Regions from separate parts of the Mus musculus genome. Here region 2 is linked to region 1. Evidence: chromatin contacts called from public Hi-C data. All regions are on one chromosome and are shown on one strand. Each heading gives the region's core, a stretch centred on a gene start, on an enhancer-like site or on the middle of the called end of the contact. The rest is flanking DNA. Distances are from core to core; before and after follow the strand shown.

The links. A called contact is a pair of places that touch in the nucleus more often than the background predicts.
Region 2: a Hi-C map of bone marrow-derived macrophages shows a contact between it and region 1, with 45 read pairs. The contact joins two enhancer-like sites. A contact is called at or near these places in 6 of 39 promoter capture datasets (the 3T3-L1 cell line, the HPC-7 cell line, cranial neural crest and 3 more), 2 of 15 datasets of contacts at CTCF or cohesin (CD8 T cells and the NIH/3T3 cell line), 6 of 484 Hi-C or Micro-C datasets (B cells, Th1 cells, bone marrow-derived macrophages and 2 more), 3 of 115 datasets of contacts at active chromatin or transcription factors (CD8 T cells, bone marrow-derived macrophages and pancreatic cancer cells) and 3 of 9 other capture datasets (adipose tissue, liver and pancreatic islet).

Annotation. Positions count from the first base shown.
Region 1 is chr7:47,029,413-47,034,289 of GRCm38.p6, forward strand. No RefSeq gene overlaps it. Among named protein-coding and RNA genes, the nearest start is that of Tmem86a, 19 kb to the right of the region's middle. Within about 2 kb of position 2,194, at least 69 of the 459 cell types and tissues checked have an H3K27ac peak or open chromatin away from gene starts, as enhancers often do. A contact at or near this core is called in the NIH/3T3 cell line, Th1 cells, bone marrow-derived macrophages and 1 more, where this site is marked.
Region 2 is chr7:47,107,889-47,112,765 of GRCm38.p6, forward strand. Ptpn5 (protein tyrosine phosphatase, non-receptor type 5) reads right to left here. Exons shown (of 14, transcript NM_001163565.1): 2 at 4,833-4,877. The coding sequence starts at 4,857. It overlaps Gm14377 (a long non-coding RNA gene), which reads left to right. Exons shown (of 4, transcript XR_003946769.1): 2 at 2,090-2,190; 3 at 2,919-2,991; 4 at 3,482-4,877. Among named protein-coding and RNA genes, the nearest start is that of Gm14377, 15 kb to the left of the region's middle. Within about 2 kb of position 2,818, at least 72 of the 459 cell types and tissues checked have an H3K27ac peak or open chromatin away from gene starts, as enhancers often do. A contact at or near this core is called in the NIH/3T3 cell line, Th1 cells, bone marrow-derived macrophages and 1 more, where this site is marked.

The sequences.
Region 1 (4,877 bases), core at 944-3,443:
TCTTTCCAGTGATGGCCAACTAGGCCATCTTTTGATACATATGCAGCTAGAGTCAAGAGCTCCGGGGTACTGGTTAGTTCATAATGTTGTTGCACCTACAGGGTTGCAGATCTCTTTAGCTCCTTGGATACTTTCTCTAGCTCCTCCATTGGGGGCCCTGTGATCCATCCAATAGCTGACTGTGAGCATCTGCTTCTGTGTTTGCTAGGCCCCGGCTTAGTCTCACAAGAGACAGCTATATCAGGGTTCTTTCAGCAAACGCTTGCTAGTGTATGCAATGGTGTCATCGTTTGGAGGCTAATTACGGGATGGATCCCTGGATATGGCAGTCTCTAGATGGTCCATCCTTTTGTCGCAGCTCCAAACTTTGTCTCTGTAACTTCTTCCATGGGTGATTGTTTCCATTTCTAAGAAGGAGCAAAGTGTCCACACTTTGGTCTTCGTTCTTCTTCAGTTTCATGTGTTTTGCAAATTGTATCTTATATCTCAGGTATACTAAGTTTCTGGGCTAATATCCACTTATCAGTGAGTACATGTTGTGTGAGTTCCTTTGTGATTGGGTTACCTCACTCAGGATGATGCCCTCCAGGTCCAACCATTTGCCTAGGAATTTCATAAATTCATTCTTTTTAATAGCTGAGTAGTACTCTATTGTGTAAATATACCACATTTTCTGTATCCATTCCTCTGTTGAGGGGCATCTGGGTTCTTTCCAGCTTCTGGCTATTATAAATAAGGCTGCTATGAACATAGTGGAGCATGTGTCCTTCTTACCGGTTGGGACATCTTCTGGATATATGCCCAGGAGAGGTATTGCGGGATCCTCTGGTAGTACTATGTCCAATTTTCTGAGGAACCGCCAGACTGATTTCCAGAGTGGTTGTACAAGCTTGCAATCCCACCAACAATGGAGGAGTGTTCCTCTTTCTCCACATCCTCGCCAGCATCTGCTGAGGTGAGCATATTATAAACCAGTTTTTTTCTTGGATATTTTCTTTATTTACATTTCAAATGTTTCCCCCTTTCCAGGTCTCTCCTTTAGAACCCCGCTATCTTGTTCTCCCCTTCCCCTCACTCTATGAGGGTGCTCTCCCACCCACCTACTACCATCCTCCCGCCCTGGCATTCCCCTATACTGGGGCATTGAACACCCTCAGGCCTGAGGGCCTCTCCTCCCACTGATGTCCAACAAGGCCATCCTCTGCCACAAATGTAGCCAGCACCATGGGTCGCTCCATGTGTACTCTTTGGTTGGTGGTCCAGTCCCCAGGAGCTCCATAGAGTCTGGCCTGTTGACACTGTTGTTCCCTCCATGGGCTGCAAACCTCCTCAGCTCCTTCAGTCCCTACTCCATCTCCTCCATCGGGGACACCCCTCCCCCCAGTTCAGTCCAGTGGTTGGCTGTGAGATTCCTTCTAAGTATTTGTCAGGGAAATCCAGTTTTTTTGCTTTTTGGTTTTTGTTTTTATAATGTAACCCAGACTGGTCTCTCTGATTTGCTACATAGCTGTGGATGACCCGCCTCCATTTCCCAAGCACTGGGATAATAGGCGTGTACCTCTCTGCCCGGCTGAAAGGACCATTTTATGTCTTTTTTTTAAAAAATGCAAATGTACTGAGTAATTGTACTACTTGGCCATTTGCCACAGCATTTTCCACTTACATTTTAGAAACTTCCTGTCAAAAATGACATTTAAAATTTAGCCGTAATTAGGCCCAGGCAGCCTCGCTGACAGTTGGCACCTCAGCGATCTCCTTATTTTATTTTATTTTTTAAAAAACTGTGCTGTTTACTAGTTTGTGTTACCTTGTAGTTGCTGGGGGTGGGGGTGGGAGGGCTGGGCTTGCCCCTTCCATACATCTGAGGTGCTCTCGCTTTTACAGCAAGGGTATGTCAGCTGTAGAAACATGGCCTAGTTTCTGGGAAAGAGAAAAAGGCAGTTAGACCAGAGGGTCTCAACCTGCAGGCCGAGACCCACTGGGAATCGACCAGTGCTTTTACAGAGGTCGCCTAAAACCACCGGATACCACAGATATTTACATTATGATACATAACCATAGCAAAACCACAGTTATGAAATAGCAAAGAAAATAATTTTTATGGCTGGGGGTCACCACAACCTAAGGAACTGTATTAAAGGGTCACAGCATTAGTCAGGCTGAGAAGCACTGAGTCAGAGGGTCTGATGCAATGCAGCCATGCTCATCCCCTGTGCAGCTCTGGGAGGCAGCTGGGGATAACATCTGGATTCTTAGAACCTTCTAGATCTGACAGCAAACCCTGGTTCTTCCAGTCATTTGTGGAACAACTTTGGTCTCATAACTTTGCCTCTCAGTACTTTAGCTCCCTATTTTAATGAATTCAATTGTGTGTGTATTAAAACATCACTGAGAACTTTCTAGGCAGTGGAATTATCTCCCCTCCCGCTTGGAGTGAGGCTTGAGACAGAGTCTCACAGTGGAGGATCCGGCCTGGACTTGAAATGGGTGATCCTTCAGCGTTAGCCTCAGCAATGCTGAGATTATAGGTGTGTGCCATCATACCTGGCTCAGGGTATGGGGATTCTGTGTTGAATAGACAAAGTTTCTTATATCTGAGAGCTTTTGGATATGGAGGTTAGTCTGGAAAAAGAAAACAAACAAACAAACAAACTAACAAACAAACCAACCACTAGCAAATAATGGAATAATTTCATTTAGGAATAGTACTGTGTGCCAGGCTCTATATTAAATATGATACACTGATGCTCCCCACCCCCAAATCCCCAATCCTTTTTTTTTTTCCTCTGACATGGTATCTTACTATGTAGCTCTAGCTGTCTGTCCTGGAGCTCACTATGTCAACCAGGCTGGCCTTGAACCCACAGAGATCCACCTGCTTCTGCCTCCTGAGTGTGAGGATTAAAAGGCATGTGCCTAGCTTGCTTGCCATGTTCCCCACCCCCCACCCCCCCAGACAGGTTTCTCTGTATATCCCTGGCTGTCCTGGCACTAGCTCTGTAAACCAGGGTGGTCTCAGACTCACAGAGATTCACCTGCCTCTGCCTCCTGAGTGCTGGGATTAAAGTGTGAGCCACTGTGCTTGGCTTCCTACATCCCGCTTCCAATCCTGACATGAGGTCTTTCTATACAGCCCAGGCTGATCTTCAACCTGACCTTTCCTTCTGCCTCAACCTCCAAATGCAGGGATGATAGGCACGGCCCACCATCTGTTATTCTCAACTATTCTGGAGCCTATAATTTAACATGAGAGCAGACAATAAAATGATATAATTAATTTACCTCAGCATTACCACTGGAGGTAAGTAACATCCCCGAAAGAATGAGATGGCGTGGACATCACAAGTCGTGAGGGCAGCTTTCATGATCCTGTCCCAAACAAGTGACACCACTAGTCAGGCAACCTACAAGTGACACCACTAGTCGTCAGGCAACATAAGGGAGTCATAAAGAGTTAGTTACTACAAACTGGTGGGTAAATTCAACCTTTTCTGATAGACATAGCTTGTGACCTTTAACAAACAGCTCAGTTTTCTATAACAAACATTTTCCCACCAGATGAGTGGAAACTCACTAGGTAGCTGAGAGTGACCCTGAACTTCTTGATTCTCCTGCCTCCAGTTCTCCAGTGCTGGGATTACAGGTGTGTGCCGCTGTGCCAGGGTTATGTGGTGCCTGAGATCGAACACGGGGCTTTATGTATGCTAAGGAAGTGCCCTGCCAAGTCAGCCACATCTCTGTGCCAAACAAACACAGACATTTAATTATTTGTTAGAACTGATTAATCTTGGGGAATACTGGCTCCCCCCCACCCCCCGCCACCCTCATCCCCTGTGTGTGTTCATGTGCATATGTGTCCATGTGCATATGTGTTCATGTGCATATACATGCACATGCATGCACATGCATGTGAAGGCCCAAAGTCAGCCTGAGTGTCATGTCAGGAGATGTCCTTCTTTTTTTTTTTCTTTAAAAATATTAGTATATTTTTGTATATATGGATAAGTGTTTTGCCTGAGTGTGTGCACATGAACTGTGTGTGTGTGTTTGCGTGCCTGTTGCTAGTGAAGGCCAGAAGATGGCTTTGGACCCCCTAAGACAGGGTTATGGCCAATTGTGAGTGCTGGAAACCAAGCAAGAAGAGCAGCAAGTGCTCTCTCTTAACTGCCAAGTTATCTTCCTAGGCTTTTTGAGAAAGTGAGCCCTGGAGCTCAATGGTTAGAGTAGGCTGATTGGTCAGTGAGTTCCACTGTCTCTGCCTGCCTAGTGCTGAACTTCTTATCGTAAGCCAGAGCACCTGGCATTTCACATGGGTTCTGGGATGGCACACAGTGGCTCCTCAAGCTTGCCCAGCGAGTGCTTTACCAATTGAGCACTATCAACCCTCAGGTCCAAATGCACGAGCAGGCATAGTTTCTTATGAGAATATTTATGATCTCCTGAGCAGAGCTACACAAAAGGCTGAAACAGTAGAATCCTACATTTGAGGTCAGCTTGGGTTAATGTAGAGAGTTCAAGGCAACTTGATGAGATCCTTTCTCAAAGCAAACGTCTACAAGGGCTGGAACTGTAGTGTGGCGTGGCCGAACAATTGGATGGGACAGGCAGGTCCCTGGATCACCCCAGTACCACACAAGAAATCATGACCCCCAAGACAGTCAACATTTGATGACCTTAGGAACTGTTGAAATATTATAGGGAAGTCCTTTGCCATCCATCCTTACTAAAATACTGAGGCATTGTCTTAGCTACTCTAACAACGATTTAGATGGTGTGGCTTAAACTCTGATCTTTTCTTGCAGTTTGGGAGGCTGTAAGCCCAGCTGGCATGGTAGGTTCTGGGAAGGGCCTCTGTCCTAGCTTGCATTCTCTCACGG
Region 2 (4,877 bases), core at 1,568-4,067, 79 kb after region 1:
TGATTCCCCCCCCCCCCCGGCCTTAGGAGCATCATTTTGAGGGTACATACTAATTGAGGTGAATTGTGGATCATGATTAGTTATACAGTGTGATGTGCCTATGTGCATACATGCAAGGGCCCTTGCAGTAAGAGATTGGCCGGGAGGTGGCATACCATTAAAGACCTCCCTTGTAAAATTCAGGAGTCAGCTTGTCCATGAGTCTGCTCATTGGAGACACTGAAAGCGAGACTTAATGATGTCACTTGATAGTGTGGCCTGCTCATCACTAATGTGGCGTCAGCATTTTCTACCTCCTGTGTACCCAAAGGAAGCGGTTGGATTTGAGGCTAGGGCCATGGCAATGCTGGCTGGGGGAAGAACAGAGCCCCCAGCATCAACACGGTTATTTGCTTTGGTGTTCATGCAAATGTGAACACCTACATGCCCAAGAGCAGGAAGTGTGGGTTTGCATGTACCAATGCATTTGGGTGACTGCGAGCAAGGAAAGCCAGCATGCGAGGGGAGTGGGAGAGAGGAGAGTGACCACCTAAAAAGAAGTGTGCGTGTTGGGGGGAAGAAAAGATGTCTGTGCAAGCATGGAGTGACAGGTCTACACCAAGTATCAACCATGGTCCCTGCAATCAAGAGTGCTAAATGGCAGGGGAAGAGGGGATGCAGGGGGAAGGAGTGTGCTTTCTGATCTTGGTGCACATATGTGAGGTCAGGGTGCAGTCCCAGGAGAGACCCAGAGAGAGTGAGAGGGCTGGTATGTCTTTTAGTTGCCAGGGAGCTTATGAAGTGGATAAAGGCAGATGTCACTGCAGAGCTGAGCAAGCTGAGCATGCGAGAGGAAGGAGACATGCAGGTGTGTATGTCCTCCGGAGGTGCGTGTCCACCCCCACAGGGCCCTGTGAGTCTAAGGTGGGCCACGTGCTCGGGCGACTGTGTGGGCATGTGCGTGTGTGTATGGGAGCATGCGGCTGTGTCAAATGAGAACAAACACAAAGTGTGTGAGCGCACGTGGGAGTTGCCCTGGAGGGTGTGAGCAGCCTACCCGCTTTGAAGGCAGCTGTGGGCTTCCTGGATTGCTTGTGATGCCTAAAGACATCTTCACTCCAGGGAACGCTATCTAAGAGGTCTATATGACCTGCCTCATGCCGGCTCAGGTCCGGGTGACCGAGGCTCTGAGTGTTGGCCGTGTCATCCCACTCTGAAGTTTGTGTGGGAATGGATGAGTCACCCAGCCTGGCTGGCCCTCACTCTGCCTGTATCTTGCCCAGCAGGGAAGGCAGTAGGGAGGGAGAGAGACTACTTAGGGCTGTATTCTTATACTGCTATTATCATTATGCAATTGCTCACAGTGTCTATGGGTTCTTCGGAGGCCCAGCACCCCAGTGCTCTTGGCCTCTGTACATTCATCTGTTTTATGTCCAGGTTGCCATTTAGGTCAGCAAATCTGGATGACCAGCCTTTGTGGCAATAGATTTCACACCAGGATCAGCGCCACACAATCACAGTGCTAAACCACCTTCCAGTTCTTCCCCACCTCCCTCTGCTTCGCTTTCATCTTTTTCTACGGTCATTCCACTGTTGGCCCATGGTTCCCCCTCCCTACGAGTTGCCTATCTTCCCTCTACAGTGGATACTTATGGATGATCTCAGCTCTTTATTAATCCACCGAGCCATCCAACAATCCTGTATGGCACCAAAGATTAATCTTTTAAAAATGTTTTATTTTCTTGATTTAAAACATTATTTTATGTGCATTGCGATTTTGCTTACATGTCTGTCTCTGGGAGGGTGTTGGGGCCCTTAGAGGTGAGGTCACAGACATCTATGAGCTGCCAAGTGGATTCTGGAAAATGACCCCAGTTCCTCTGGAAAAGCAGCCAGTGCTCTTAGCTGCTGAGCTATCTCTCTAGCCCTGCAAAGATTAATCTTGACACTTTATAGACAGCAGATCCAGGAAGGTGAAGTTATTAACTTCTCTGATTAGTGACTGAGACAGATTTAAGACCAGAATCTCACTCTTTTTTCCCTTATAGTAATTGATTTAATGTATATGGGTTTTTGTTTGCATGTACGTCTCGACACTACATGCCTGCAGAGTTCACGGAGTAACTGGAGGCACAGACCATGTGTGAGCCTCCATGTGAATACTGGGATTGAACCTGGACCCTCTGGAAGAATAGCCAGTGCTCTTATCAGGTTAGTCATCTCTCCAGACCTGAAGCCCCACTCTTAAGACATAATATAGTCTTGTGGGGTAGGTGCTTTCTTAGTGTAGCTTTCTATTAGATTTTCTGAAACGATTACAGAGCCGGTCACATGTAGGTGCTCAGTTAATGGTGAATAAATGGAGACATGGCTGAACAAATGCTGGGCATGGAGGACACAGACGTGAGACAGAGTGGGCCTTGCCTTCATGAGCTCATGGTCACCAGAAGGTAAATAACCATTACAATACTGTATCTGCCTGGCATCATGGGTGCCTAGAGGGCACACACCTTTCTGGACCTTGGCAGATAGGGCTTTCCAGAAGTAGGACACAGAGGGAGACACTGCCTAAGTCCTCCCTGGGGACAAGCATCCCTTTACTCTCTCTCACTCAATCTACAGACAACACTGACTCTATGGAGACAATGGAGGTAGACCAGGGCAGTGGCGAGGTCATTGGCTCAGGAATGGCTGGACTGAGTCTTCCCTTACCAAATGTCAACCAGCTAAGGGAATTTGGGAAGAAAGCCCAACTTCCCTGGGCCTTGGTCCTGTCATCTGTAAGATGGGGGCAGTAAATGATACCAACTTCCTGAGTATTGCATAAGGCAGGCAGTGTGCCAGCTTCGATGGAGATGACTAATCTCTTCCAGTCGACATTGTTTGCCGGCTCTGGGGGAGGAGAGTTAGAATTAAACGTATTGTGCTTCTTACTGTAGCCTCTCTGCTGTGGCTCTGCCCCATTTTCCAGAATTGGCCCAGCACAGAACCCGTCCACGAACCTTCATTAAGGTAGGGACTGTGTTTCATCTACCACTATGTCCTAGCTCCCAATCCAGTACCTGAGACATGGAAGGTACTCAGTAAATGTTCTTACCGAACCGATGAGTGGGTCACATCTATTTACTGCCCCAGGACCTTTGTGAAGATGAATATTCATGTTGCTGTTCTTTCTATTTTCAGACGATGGGCTGGAGGCAGGTCCAGCAAGGTTAAATGACTTGCCCATAAATACACAGCCTGTAAATAGCATAGTCAGACCCAAATGCCAAGCCCCATGCTCTTCCCTTCACACTGTGCTTCTCCCTGCTTCCTATACATTATGTCCTACTTTCCATGGATATTTTTCTAGCCAGTGGGGTCATCTCTGGTTGTAGAATCATCTCTGAATTCTATGACTCATATCTGAATCACAGAAGTGTTTAATAGTTGAAAGAGACTTTGATGTCACTGAGATCTCCCACCCACTGTGGAAATTTCCTCTCTGTTGCTTATCTTCCAGCACTTGAATGCCTCCAGTGATGGGGCACTCATTTCTCTCCTCTGGAATCATCAGCTCGACGACTGGACCACTCTGAAAGTCAGGAAGCTAAGTTCTTCACCCCGTGGACCCCCATCTTTCTTGCCTACATGTTGGACTTATGCTATCACACTAAAATATGAGGGATGGATCTGTCACCCCACCCTTCCCAGCACACGGTGGCCCTTCAGGTACCCAGCTTTCATATTCCTTCAGACAATTCTTTCTTTCCAACTAGCTCTTCTGGTCGCCTCTAGGATGTCTTCTATGAGATACATCCATCCCTCTAACCAGGAGATCATGGTATGCAATGGTGCCCCTACAGGTTAAGGGCAAGCTGCTCCAAAGGCCCAGGCTACTAGAAGAGCTTTCAAGACATGGGAACCAGTGGGCAGCGGATGCTGTCATTGCTTATTTTGAAGTCACTACTTCAGAGTCATATTTGTTTCTTTTCAATGCCAATCTTAAATGTCACACAGAGACTGCATTTTAGAACGTCTTACCTTGCACGATCATGAGGTTTCTCAGACACCACAGGTTTGCGGCTTCAAAGTTAGAATTCAAAAGGCTATTTTTGAAACAAACATTTGGGCGGAGGATATGAAAACGTAGGCTGACAAAGGTATGGCAAGTTTTCATCGGTTTCGCCTGCCTTTATTTTGTAACATTGCCGCAACGGACGCTTGTTATGAGGAAAATAATTAAAACATATAAAAAGGGAATAAAACCACCTTCTGTCTTCTCTACTCCTTTCCTTTGAATGCAGTTTACCTTGACCAGGGATGTGGTCTCCTACTGGTGTGCCATGCTGCCACCCCATGGGCACAGTGCCCTGGCTGTCTCCATGGTGACAGCTACGACAGGGGTTTGAACAGGTGGGCAGACTCCTGCATGTGTGGTCACTTGCACTCCAAAGGCAGGTTCTGATTTCTAACCAGGCTTCTCTGCAGGACTGACAGGCAGCTCTGCATGCTGCTTGGCCACCCTCAGCTCAGACCATAGCATCTGGTTTAAAATCTTCTCCACTGCTCCCGAGGCCTTCACTGACACATCACTGATCAGCGGCTCTCTGTGCTGGGCTCCCTGGCCTACTCTCTTCCTTTTTACCCCTAAGCACATCTTCAGCTGTCTGCTCTTCTTCCCAGAGGAGGCAGAGCTGCCCCAAAGGATACTAGGTCAGAAAGACACTCAGGGTTTGAGCAACAAATCCCCATCTATACAGATACCTTGGAACAGCAAGTTCACAGTCAGCCAGGTCTCTGGTTCTGTGTCAAGTGGTACCTTCTTCCCCAACTTTGAGTTCTTGAGTCATAGGAGTGTGGAGGACACTTACCCAACAGCCTCTCACTACAGCACATGTCCAGGGTTCCTCCCTCGG